2 separate regions of the Sus scrofa genome follow, and region 2 is linked to region 1. A link is a contact called in public Hi-C data. All regions are on one chromosome and are shown on one strand. The core of a region is the stretch at or near the end of the contact, and the rest is flanking DNA. Distances in the headings are between cores, read along the strand shown. Region 1 holds the start of MAPRE3 (microtubule-associated protein RP/EB family member 3). Region 2 holds the start of DPYSL5 (dihydropyrimidinase-related protein 5).

The links. A called contact is a pair of places that touch in the nucleus more often than the background predicts.
Region 2: a contact with region 1 is called in a Hi-C map of epiblast stem cells, with 1.6 times the contacts expected there. The contact joins the promoter of DPYSL5 here to the promoter of MAPRE3 in region 1. A contact is called at or near these places in 2 of 47 Hi-C or Micro-C datasets (embryonic fibroblasts and epiblast stem cells).

What each region holds. Positions count from the first base shown.
Region 1 is chr3:112,133,921-112,138,683 of Sscrofa11.1, forward strand. MAPRE3 (microtubule-associated protein RP/EB family member 3) reads right to left here and starts at 2,159. Exons shown (of 7, transcript XM_021087724.1): 1 at 1,991-2,159.
Region 2 is chr3:112,250,885-112,255,647 of Sscrofa11.1, forward strand. It overlaps DPYSL5 (dihydropyrimidinase-related protein 5), which reads right to left and starts at 2,079. Exons shown (of 13, transcript XM_003125320.3): 1 at 1,931-2,079.

The DNA.
Region 1 (4,763 bases), core at 909-3,408:
CACCCTCCTGATCTATCTAGCCTTGACACATTTTCTTGCTTCTTAATTCACAACCCTCCACCCCAGTAATATTGCTCATTCCCAAAATACACTCAACCCAGGAGGAGCAGCTCTCCAGCCCAGCTGTCTGCTCCTGCCCTGCTCCGGTATTTCGGTGAGCTATGCGACAGAGGACCACACAGAAGGAATGTTACTCTCAGGCCCCACAGTTCCCATCGCCCCACAGGCAGGTGCATCCCGCCAAACCCCAGACTGGCATTCGAAACAGAAGAAACTGCACTGCTGCATGGGGGCTGTAGTTTTCCTGAACTCCATCTCTATGTTTAAAACTAGGGCGACAGCCGTCTTTGCTGCTGTAAACTAATCTGATGGGCATGGGGGTGGGGAGTGGCTCTGAGGAGGCTGCCAGTAGGCCATGATTGAGCAAAGTCAAGGAGCAAAAATCATTATTTCTCGCTGTCGGCAAGCCAGGAACTCTGAATTTGCAGGGTATTCACCATGATTTTTAGAACCAAACCATCTACTCCTTTTGCAGCCGGAAGTAAAAAACAAACAAACAAACCAAAAAACCCCAAGGCCTCTTCTACAATTTAAATGGCTGATGTGTACCCATATTTTCTGACAGTACACTGAAATCTGGAAGCCAAAAAAAAAAAAAAAAAAAAAGAAACAAACAAACCAGAGGAAGTTGGCAATGAGGTACATTCGGTAGTTAGGAGCCCTCGAGTTGAGGCACGTTTATTAAGAAAGCTTCTGGCTGCGGGCACCAACTCTGACTTCAGCTCCACTTCTTCCAGAAAAAGAAAACCAACATCAGGGAATGCACCCTGGGCAGGTGGATAGGGAGCAAACATAACCCAAGGAATTGTTCAAACATGCTAGAACCCCTATCAGGTGACAGCCCCCCCGCCCCCAGAGACTCACAGGAGGCAGGGGGGGTACAAGCCTCAGATGGACACCAGAGTGAAACCTCAGTTCTTGTCCTTCCTCGCCGCTCTGCACTTGTTACCTTAAAGCACACTCTTATCCTTGGCTACCACTGGCAATTCACAGGTATCAGAGATCAAGTCCTGCCACGGCCCCTAAACGTACAACTAGTAAGCAAGCACTTGCTGTGGATACCAGGCCTGCTTCCAAACCTCACATTACACCAGGGTTGTACTGCGGGGGCCGGGTAGGGGGGGTGGGGGGTGGGGGAGGGCATTTTAAAGAGTACTGCAAGATGCTTATTCACAGCACCACACCGGGAGCGCAGAAACTTCAGCTCCCCAACGTAACCTCCTCCCACCCCCGCTGCCTCTAGTCCCTCTCCACAGCGCCCGCCAAAGCAGGCGCTCAGCCCACGAGGCCACCGTGCACTAGCGGGTGTGCACTAAACAGTAGCTGATCATGATGGGGCCGAATGCTTCCCAGCAAATCGCTTCGGAAAGCCCCACGAGCTCTCAGCAGCCAGTTAGAACTGTCCAGACCTGCTTCCCCACACCAGCCGGGGCAGGAGCGTGTGGGTCGGAAACCTGAGGCCCCAAGGTTTGGGCAGGCCGAACGCCCCCCTCCCCCAAGTCTCCCCTCGCGCTCTCCCTTGTCACTCTTTTCCTGGCATATCACCGGGGAAAACAGGAGAGGCCAGAGATGTCAGGCCCAAGAGGGGCAAGGAGAAGGAACAAGGGCGAACGGAGGCAGTTTTGGGGGGAAATCTGTCCAGGGCGGAGGTACGGAAGCGCCGCATCTTGTGGGGAAGGACCCCCAAGGTGGGTCTGGTGGGAGAGAGGGGAGGGGGAGTGGCTCGGGGAGGCCTGAGGGCTGAGGCCCCCGGGAGCCCGGGTGAGAGGGATGGAGGGAGGGAGGGAGGCCGGCGGCGGTGAGGCGCGGGTGGGGGGCGGAGGCGCGGGTAGGGTGGCGAGGGGGGCAGCCCGGTTCCCCTCCCCCAGGCCGGGCCCGGGCCTCCCGCTGACTCAGCCCCACGGCGTCGGTCGCCTCGGCCCGGACTCACAGTGCGCGAGGTGGCTCCGGCGGAGGCGGCAGGGGAGGGGGACAGGCGGCGGGGGCGCTGCGGCTGAGGCTGCGGCTCCGGCCGGTGGCTCTGGGGCGGAGGGTCCTAGCAGAGGCCGCCGCGGTCTCCGGCTTCAACGCACAGAGACTGCGGGGGAAGAGAGCACTGCGCAGGCGCGATGCGGCCACCGCTGTCAGTCCGAGCGGGGCGGGGCCAGGGCACCCGCCGTCTCCAAGGCAACTGTGCGGCGAGGGAAGGACAGCCCCTACCTCCACCTTGTCTTAGCTACGGCAGCGGGAGGTGGGGGGCGACGGGAACAGTCCCTCTAAGTTGCCATAGCAACGAGGAGACAACACCGCTTCATAAATTTACGGCGGTACCGGGGGAACGCTCTTACCTTGTCACCATGGCAACTGGGAACAGCCCCTTCCTTTTTCCGTAGCAACAGGGTAACAATTCCTCCACCCTAACAGATCACAGAAGGAACAACCGTTTACACCTGATTCAATAGTAGCCAGATGACAGATTCTGATCTGTCGCACGGCTACTGCAAAGGAGAAAGAAGAGACTATGTTTTCTCTTTCAGCGACACGAGAGAGCTAAAACTGGGTTTTCTCTCCTCTCGTGGTTTATGGCTCTCAATCCCAGCATGTCATTCTAATTCCCAAATTCAATTTTCCTCTACCTGTGTTAAACATTCCTTCTTGTCTCCTACCAGAAAGTCTGTATCTTTACCCCTAAATCGTCTATACATATATTGAGTTTCTTTCTTTTTTTTTTCTTTTCTTTCTTTTTTTTTTTTTTTTTTTTTGTCTTTTTGTCTTTTTAGGACAGCCCCGCGGCAAATGGAGGTTCCCGGGCTAGGGGTCCAATTGGAGCTGTAGCCGCCGGCCTACGCACAGCCACAGCAACGCCAGATCCAAGCCGCGTCTGCCACCTACACCACAGCTCACAACAACACCAGATCCTTAACCCACTGAGTGAGGCCAGAGATCGAACCCGCAACCTCATGGTTCCTAGTCGGATTCATTTCCACTGAGCCACGACGGGAACCCAAGGAGTTTCTTATCAACGTTATTGTCTCTCTCCCAACACATTTGTAAACAATTCCTATTTCTTTATCTTGCCCACTAGCCGGTTTAAATTCTGCGCCCTCCTTGGTATGTTCATTGGTGTTCCCGAATTCCCTATTCCAAGTCTGCTTTTATGGCTCTCCCCAGTTATTCTAGACTCCTCTTCTTCCTGGCCACACCTACTGTCCTTGTCTCCAGTGCTCTGCCCAGGACTCCACCATGCTCACCCCTTTGTGATTTCATCAGTTTGGTTCTCTTTGTGCAGATTATTTCTGGCTCTTCCTCCCTCAGCCCTGACTCCCGTGGATATCTTCAGGTCACCTCTGTCCCCATCTTGTACATACCTCTTTTTGTTACTCTCAGTTTGCAGTATTGTCCTTGGCTTACAAGTGCCTCCCCAGACTGTGTGCCCCCTGTGTGTCATCTTCATCTGCTTCCTCAGCATCTGGACCAAAAGTGATGCATCGTAGAATTCCAATAAGTGTTTATGTAATTGAATCAAGTGAAGACAAAGATTTTCTTCAAAGATTTTCTTTGACTCCCAAAGAAATGGATGAAAGGAGTCAAAACATTAAAAAAATTTTTTTGTTCTTCCTCATGTTCTCGAACTAACTGCCTCAGGGTCTCCATCGCTATTTCCTTATGATCTTTAAACATATTTCACCTTTAAATCCTACTGCAAGGATTCTCTCTCATTCCCTTACTTCTCCAGATTAATGCCCAAACTCTCTCCATCTGTTAATTGAGACTCTGGCTGGCATTCTGTTTTCTGACCCCTCACCTCTAGCTCATTTGCCTTCTGCACTGTCCCAAATGCTTCCACCAAATAAATTTCCTCACTTGTGACCTCCTGCATGACCCCCATCACCCTCTTTAATTTGGGTCAGCTCCTCACACCTTCCCCTTCCACCGTCTCCTCACCCAGCTCAGAGCCAGTGCGCCTGGTGATCCTGCTGGCCTGTTGACATGCTGCATTCTCTTTGATTGACTCAGAAGTAAGAATTCATAGGCTAGCATTCCTCTCCGAGTCTCCCTGTATAGCTCCCAGAGTTTCCGCCCCAGGACTTTTGGGGTCCAAGCACTCTGACGGAGCCCATTTTCCTAGGGGAGAAGGAGAAGGCAGCTGATTACAAATAGAGTGAGTAAGAAAAAAGAGGGACACGGCGTACGCTGAGTCAAGACGGTCTCCTCCCATCCAAGGTACTTCGCAGAAGGAGAGGGTTTCTTTTTCTTTTTTCTTTCTTTCTTTCTTTCTTTTTTTTTTTTTTTTTTTTTTTTTGTCTTCTTGCTATTTCTTGGGCTGCTCCCCTGGCACATGGAGGTTCCCAGGCTAGGGGGCGAATTGGAGCTGTAGCTGCCAGCCTACACCAGAGCCACAGCAACTCGGGACCCGAGCCGCGTCTGCAACCTACACCACAGCTCGCGGCAACGCCAGATCCTTAACCCACTGAGCAAGGGCAGGGACCGAACCCGCAACCTCATGGTTCCTAGTTGGATCCATTAACCACTGAGCCACGATGGGAACTCCAGGAGAGGCTTTCTTGTAGAGGATAACACCCAGAACAAGTCAAGTGGGTAGGACAGTGAAAATGCAGTCTATGCTTTTCCCTAGCCACAGAGTTGGAGAACTGAAGCTGTTCCTAACTGTATCTGTAGGGTGTCTGGGTGCTGCAAAGACAAGGGGAAATGTTCAGACTCAG
Region 2 (4,763 bases), core at 829-3,328, 120 kb after region 1:
GAGAAGCACTGGTCCCTTGGTTGCAGGTTCTAAGACGGGGAGCCGCACCCGTGGAGGGTCATCTCCCCATTTTCCCACAATCCGCACCAGCCCCGGCTGCTCCCTCTATGAACACACAGCAGACCGTGGATGTGAGCCGTCTACCCAGACAAAGCCGGCCTCTCAGGGAACCCGCTCAGCAACGAGGCGACCTCCACAGGTCGTCCCCGACCGTCTCGCTTGTTGGTCAACAGCAAGGGGCAGGGGGCGGCGCCGCAGCCAAGAGGCAGCAAAACCAGGGGCGGCGTCTGTCTGCGGGTCGCACAGTCGGAGCGGACGCGCGGCTCACACCAGGGAACTATGAGCGGGGCTTGGTGGCCCCACACAACCCCCAAGGGATGAGCACGTGCCCTGTGATTTCTCCGGGAGCATCTTCTGCCCCAGAAAACTGCACACTCGAGTTCGGGGGGCGGGGGTCCTGGTTCGCGGTCGGGCGGGTACCAGTGCCGGCTATTGTTCTCCGGGTCTCCCGGGCGGGAGGCGTCCCCCGTCCCGCCTCCCCGGCGGCATCTGCCGCTGGACCAAGCCTTTCAGCTCCGCGAAGGCAAGGGTGTGCCTGCGGCGCTGCAGATGATCACGAAACCCTAAACGAGTCCCTATGGGCTGGTGTCAAGCCGGGAGACAAAGCTCCTGGCGGGGACAGGCAGCTCGGTCCCGGATCCGCCATCCTGGGTCCGTCGCCGGGTCCCAGAGCCACGCCCAGCCCGCCGCAGGCCCGCCAGGCCCCCTCGCCGGAGCAGAGGGTCTCCAGGCCCGAGGCCCGCCCCCAGCCACCTGCCCCTCCCTTCCCCGGAGACCTCCCTCCCCAGGGAGACCCCTCCCCTCGCGGCGCGGGTCTCCTCCTCCCAGGCGCCGACCCTCCTCGAACCCAAGCAGTCTCCACCCTCCCGCTGCCCTCCTCCCCTCCGCGTTCTTCGTCAGCCCCAGCCTCGCCTCGCGCCACCTGCTCCAAGCGCCTCTCCTCCGTCCTCAGACCCTTCCCTTTCCTCCCCAAACCCTGCTCTCCTCTCCTCCCTCCTCTCAGACTTGGTCACCTGTCCCCACCCAGTTTCCCCACCTCCCCTCTTTCCTCATCTTTGGTGAAACAGAGGCCTCGTCCCTGCCTCTCCCCATCCCAGCTTCTCGCCAGCTCGGACGCCTGCCTCCTCCCCAGGTCTTGGGGTGTCGACATCTCTCGCCCGCCAACTCGATGCAGCCGGGAGGGCTCCTGCGCTGGGCTCCGGCGAAGGGACCCAGCTTGGCGCCCATTCTGAGCCGGGCAGGGGGCAGGCGGCCTTTGTGGTTCAGACAGGTGCCTCGGAGGCGGCAGGCGAATCGTCCTCGGGCGTCCGCTCGGTTAACCAGGCGGGTGGAACCGGCCGCTGGGTCCGGTCGAGGCTGGGCAAACCCCAACTCGGAGGCGAGAGGGACAGGAGGGTGTGTTTGGGGGGGGGGGCAGAGGGCCGAGCCCATCTAGGGACTCGGACAAGACGCGCCCAGGACCAGAGAAGCCCCCTCCCGGGCTTCCAGCCATTCGCTGCAGCTCGACGAGTAAGGGTGGGCGCCTACTGTGGCTAGGAGTGAACCCCCTCCAACCAAGCCGCTTTCTCACCTCAGTTCTTTGCAACCCCACAAGCATCTATCTATTAAACGCCTACTGTGAGCAAGGCATCATCGCACGGCGCCCTGGGAGCCCTGCGGGCTTACAAAGAGAAACCGATTCGGGACCCCGTTTAGCCCGGGATGACCTCCAGCAATCCCAAACCATACCTCCGCGCGTCCCCAGCAGCGGGGCCCCTCGACGCACTCCGGCCCCCGCCCTATTGTGCGCCTCTAAGAGAAACAGAGACTGTGTGAGACGATGTCCCAGCCCGGGGAGAAAAAGCCCACCACCCGCCCCGCCATCACCCACTCCTCCGGGGAGCCGCGGCTGCGAGGGTCCGTCGGTGGCTGGGTTCTCCTCCTGTCTCGCCGCGGCGCGGGAGCTGCGGGTGCTCGGGGCGGCGGCGGCTGCACGCGCGCTCGCTGGCTCGATCGCCGCCTTGGCGCGCCGGGCGCTGGAGTCCGAAGCCGCGAGCAGGGGAGGGGACTTGGGTGAGGGCTGGAGGCGGCCTCGGCCAATCACAGTCGCGACGGCTCCTCCCCCTGTGCTCCCCACCTCGCGCGAGCAGGTTAGGGGGAGGCGGGAACCGGCTGCGCCCCGCATCCTCTGCGCCTTGGGACTACAACTCCCAACAAGCCCTGCTGCAGGGCCGGGGGCCGGGAGGGGGCGGAGGGCGCGGCCAGGGAACCCGCCGACCCCCTCGCGCCCTTCTCTGCATTCCTTTGGATTTCCATGGTGACTCCAGACCCTTCACAAAGCCCGGGCGCGCGGACGCGCGGCTGCATGCGTCCCCTGGGAGGGCCACCGCGTCCCCTCCCCCTGCAGAACCCCACCCGAGGGGCTGAAACAATGCCCCGGGCGCCTTTCCTCGGCTGCCGCCTGGCCGGCCGGTCCTTGCAGGCCCGGCTAAAGGCCGCTTGGTTCCAGTCAAGACCCAGTCCGACGCCTTTGAGATGGGTGCCCGGCGAGACTTCAGGATGGAGAGGCCCGGGGGGTATAGTTCTGGGAAAATAATCTCAAGTACAGCGGGGTCGGCCACTCGGGGTCAGTGAAGTTCGCCTCTGTCCCCTCTAGGGCCTCGAACCTGAGGTGTATTCGGCGGCGCTGAGCTAGGGCTTCTCCATCCGGAGCCCTTAGATCCAGCTGCCTGGGCTATTTCTGACACCTCCTTTAAGGGCATGGTGAAGCCTCCGGAAATGTATTTTTTTTTTAACAATTTACATTCGCGTCATCCTTTTTCTTCACGTTTTGAACGCCCACATAATTTAACAAAATCAACAAATCTTAAAAAAGGAGAGAGAATCACTACGCCTTTGTACCACCTCTCTGATCCCCTCCCAAACCTTTACTGTATATCCTTCATTTCACGTAGTTGTAATAACAGCTCGGATACGGTTTAGTAATCTGCCTCTTTTCACTTAATGTCACGTCAAAGGCGTGATTCGCATGATGATAACATGCAGCATGGAGTCCTCATACCAACCCCAAAACGCGGTCCCTGGGGAACCCCAACGGGCTGCTGCAGAAGCCACTTCACTGCCAGGCCTGCCGGGTGAAGATGAAGGAGTTCCCCTGGCTGTAGCCGCACAACCATGGCCCTGAGAGATGGTTTTCTCTGCAGTATATTTTCAAACAAAATGGTGCTTCACTACTCCGGAGGGTCCCCTCTCCCATCACAGCAAAATCTCTCCGGACGTCTGGCCCCCACAGAACCAGTCGCAATGAGGTTGCCTTGGGCCACTTGCTCTGTAGCCCTTGGTGGTGGGCTTGGAGCCTCCAGCAGCCCAGGCTGGCATTTGGGACTGTACTTCTGAATTACCCCCATAGAGTCTCCACTTCTCATGGGAGGAAGGCTTACTTCTCTGGCCCCCTCTCACACCATGAACTTATTCAAGGAGCCCCCAAATGAGCCTAGGGACTACCTCAAACATCCCCAGACAGGAGGAGCCCCGGGAGGTGACTGTGAAAACTAGAGGGGCATGGCTCCTCCTTGCCACTGCTCCAGCTTGGGGCACCGCTCTAAGGATTCCCCCAGGCTGGCCACTTCTGCGCAGACCAGGGAGTTAGGTAAAACTGGTTGAGCTAGAGGGAGGTGGAGTGGAGGGAGCCCAGACTTGGCTCACCAGAGCTAGGTCTGCGGGCACGGTCCAGGCTGCACGTTTTGCCTAAGGGGGAGGGCGCCCTCTAGTGGCAGTAAGCGTTTTCTGCAGCATTTAGCGGACCTCAGGTTTGGACTCTAGCCTCTGCTTTTTTGAGCCTTTCTCCCCGCCTGTCAGAAAAGAGCTGCCTGGAGGTTATCTGTTGACTTGGGACATTGCTGAAAATTGCACCTAAACCTGAAGTTGCACACTGTCCCGGCAGTTGGTTTTAGTTGTATTTACTTATTTTTAATTTAGGTTCTCTCTTGGGAAGTAGAAGGAACAGAAGGTTTGGAGTCAATTGCTGGGCTGGAATCCTTGCTCTGGTTTCTGGAGAGTTGACCTGGGGCAATTTACTTCGTCCATCAGAGCCTTAGCTCCCCACAGAACATGGGAACCATAATACCTTCTTTTAACCTTGCTGGGATCATTACATGAGGAAATGCATATAAAATGCATAGCACACTCTCTGACATATAGTGTGCCTTCAACAAATGTAACTATTATTATTCATTTATTCAGCAACATATGGTTATCGAACAGTGTGAAGGCTATAAGACTATGACACCCCCATTACAGCAGCCATAAAAGGCAGTATGTTGTGACTTTTATTATAAATCTCCTGTGACCAACTGCGGTGACGTGGAATGGGAATTCAGACAAGAAAAAGTCAGTTCTGAGCAGATCATCAGAGAATGGAGGCATTGAATTTGGATGTCACCTAGATAATGATTTGCTGGATGATTCTAAAAGAGGTCTGAGATTCCAGATTCCAGGATGAAATAAGAGTTTGTGAGTCGGGAAGCTGAGGGGTGTTAGGAAGACAGCTAAGAATCCCACCATCGGCTCTGGAGAAGTCCAAGGTTCCAGTGGAACATCGGGGGGGGGTAGGTGAGCGGTCGGAGTGTTCCTGATTGTGTGGCTCCACAGGTAAGAAATAGAAAAAAAAAAAAAAAAAAAAAAACCATCCGAAGCTATGTTGGAGCCATGCCCCATGAGGACTC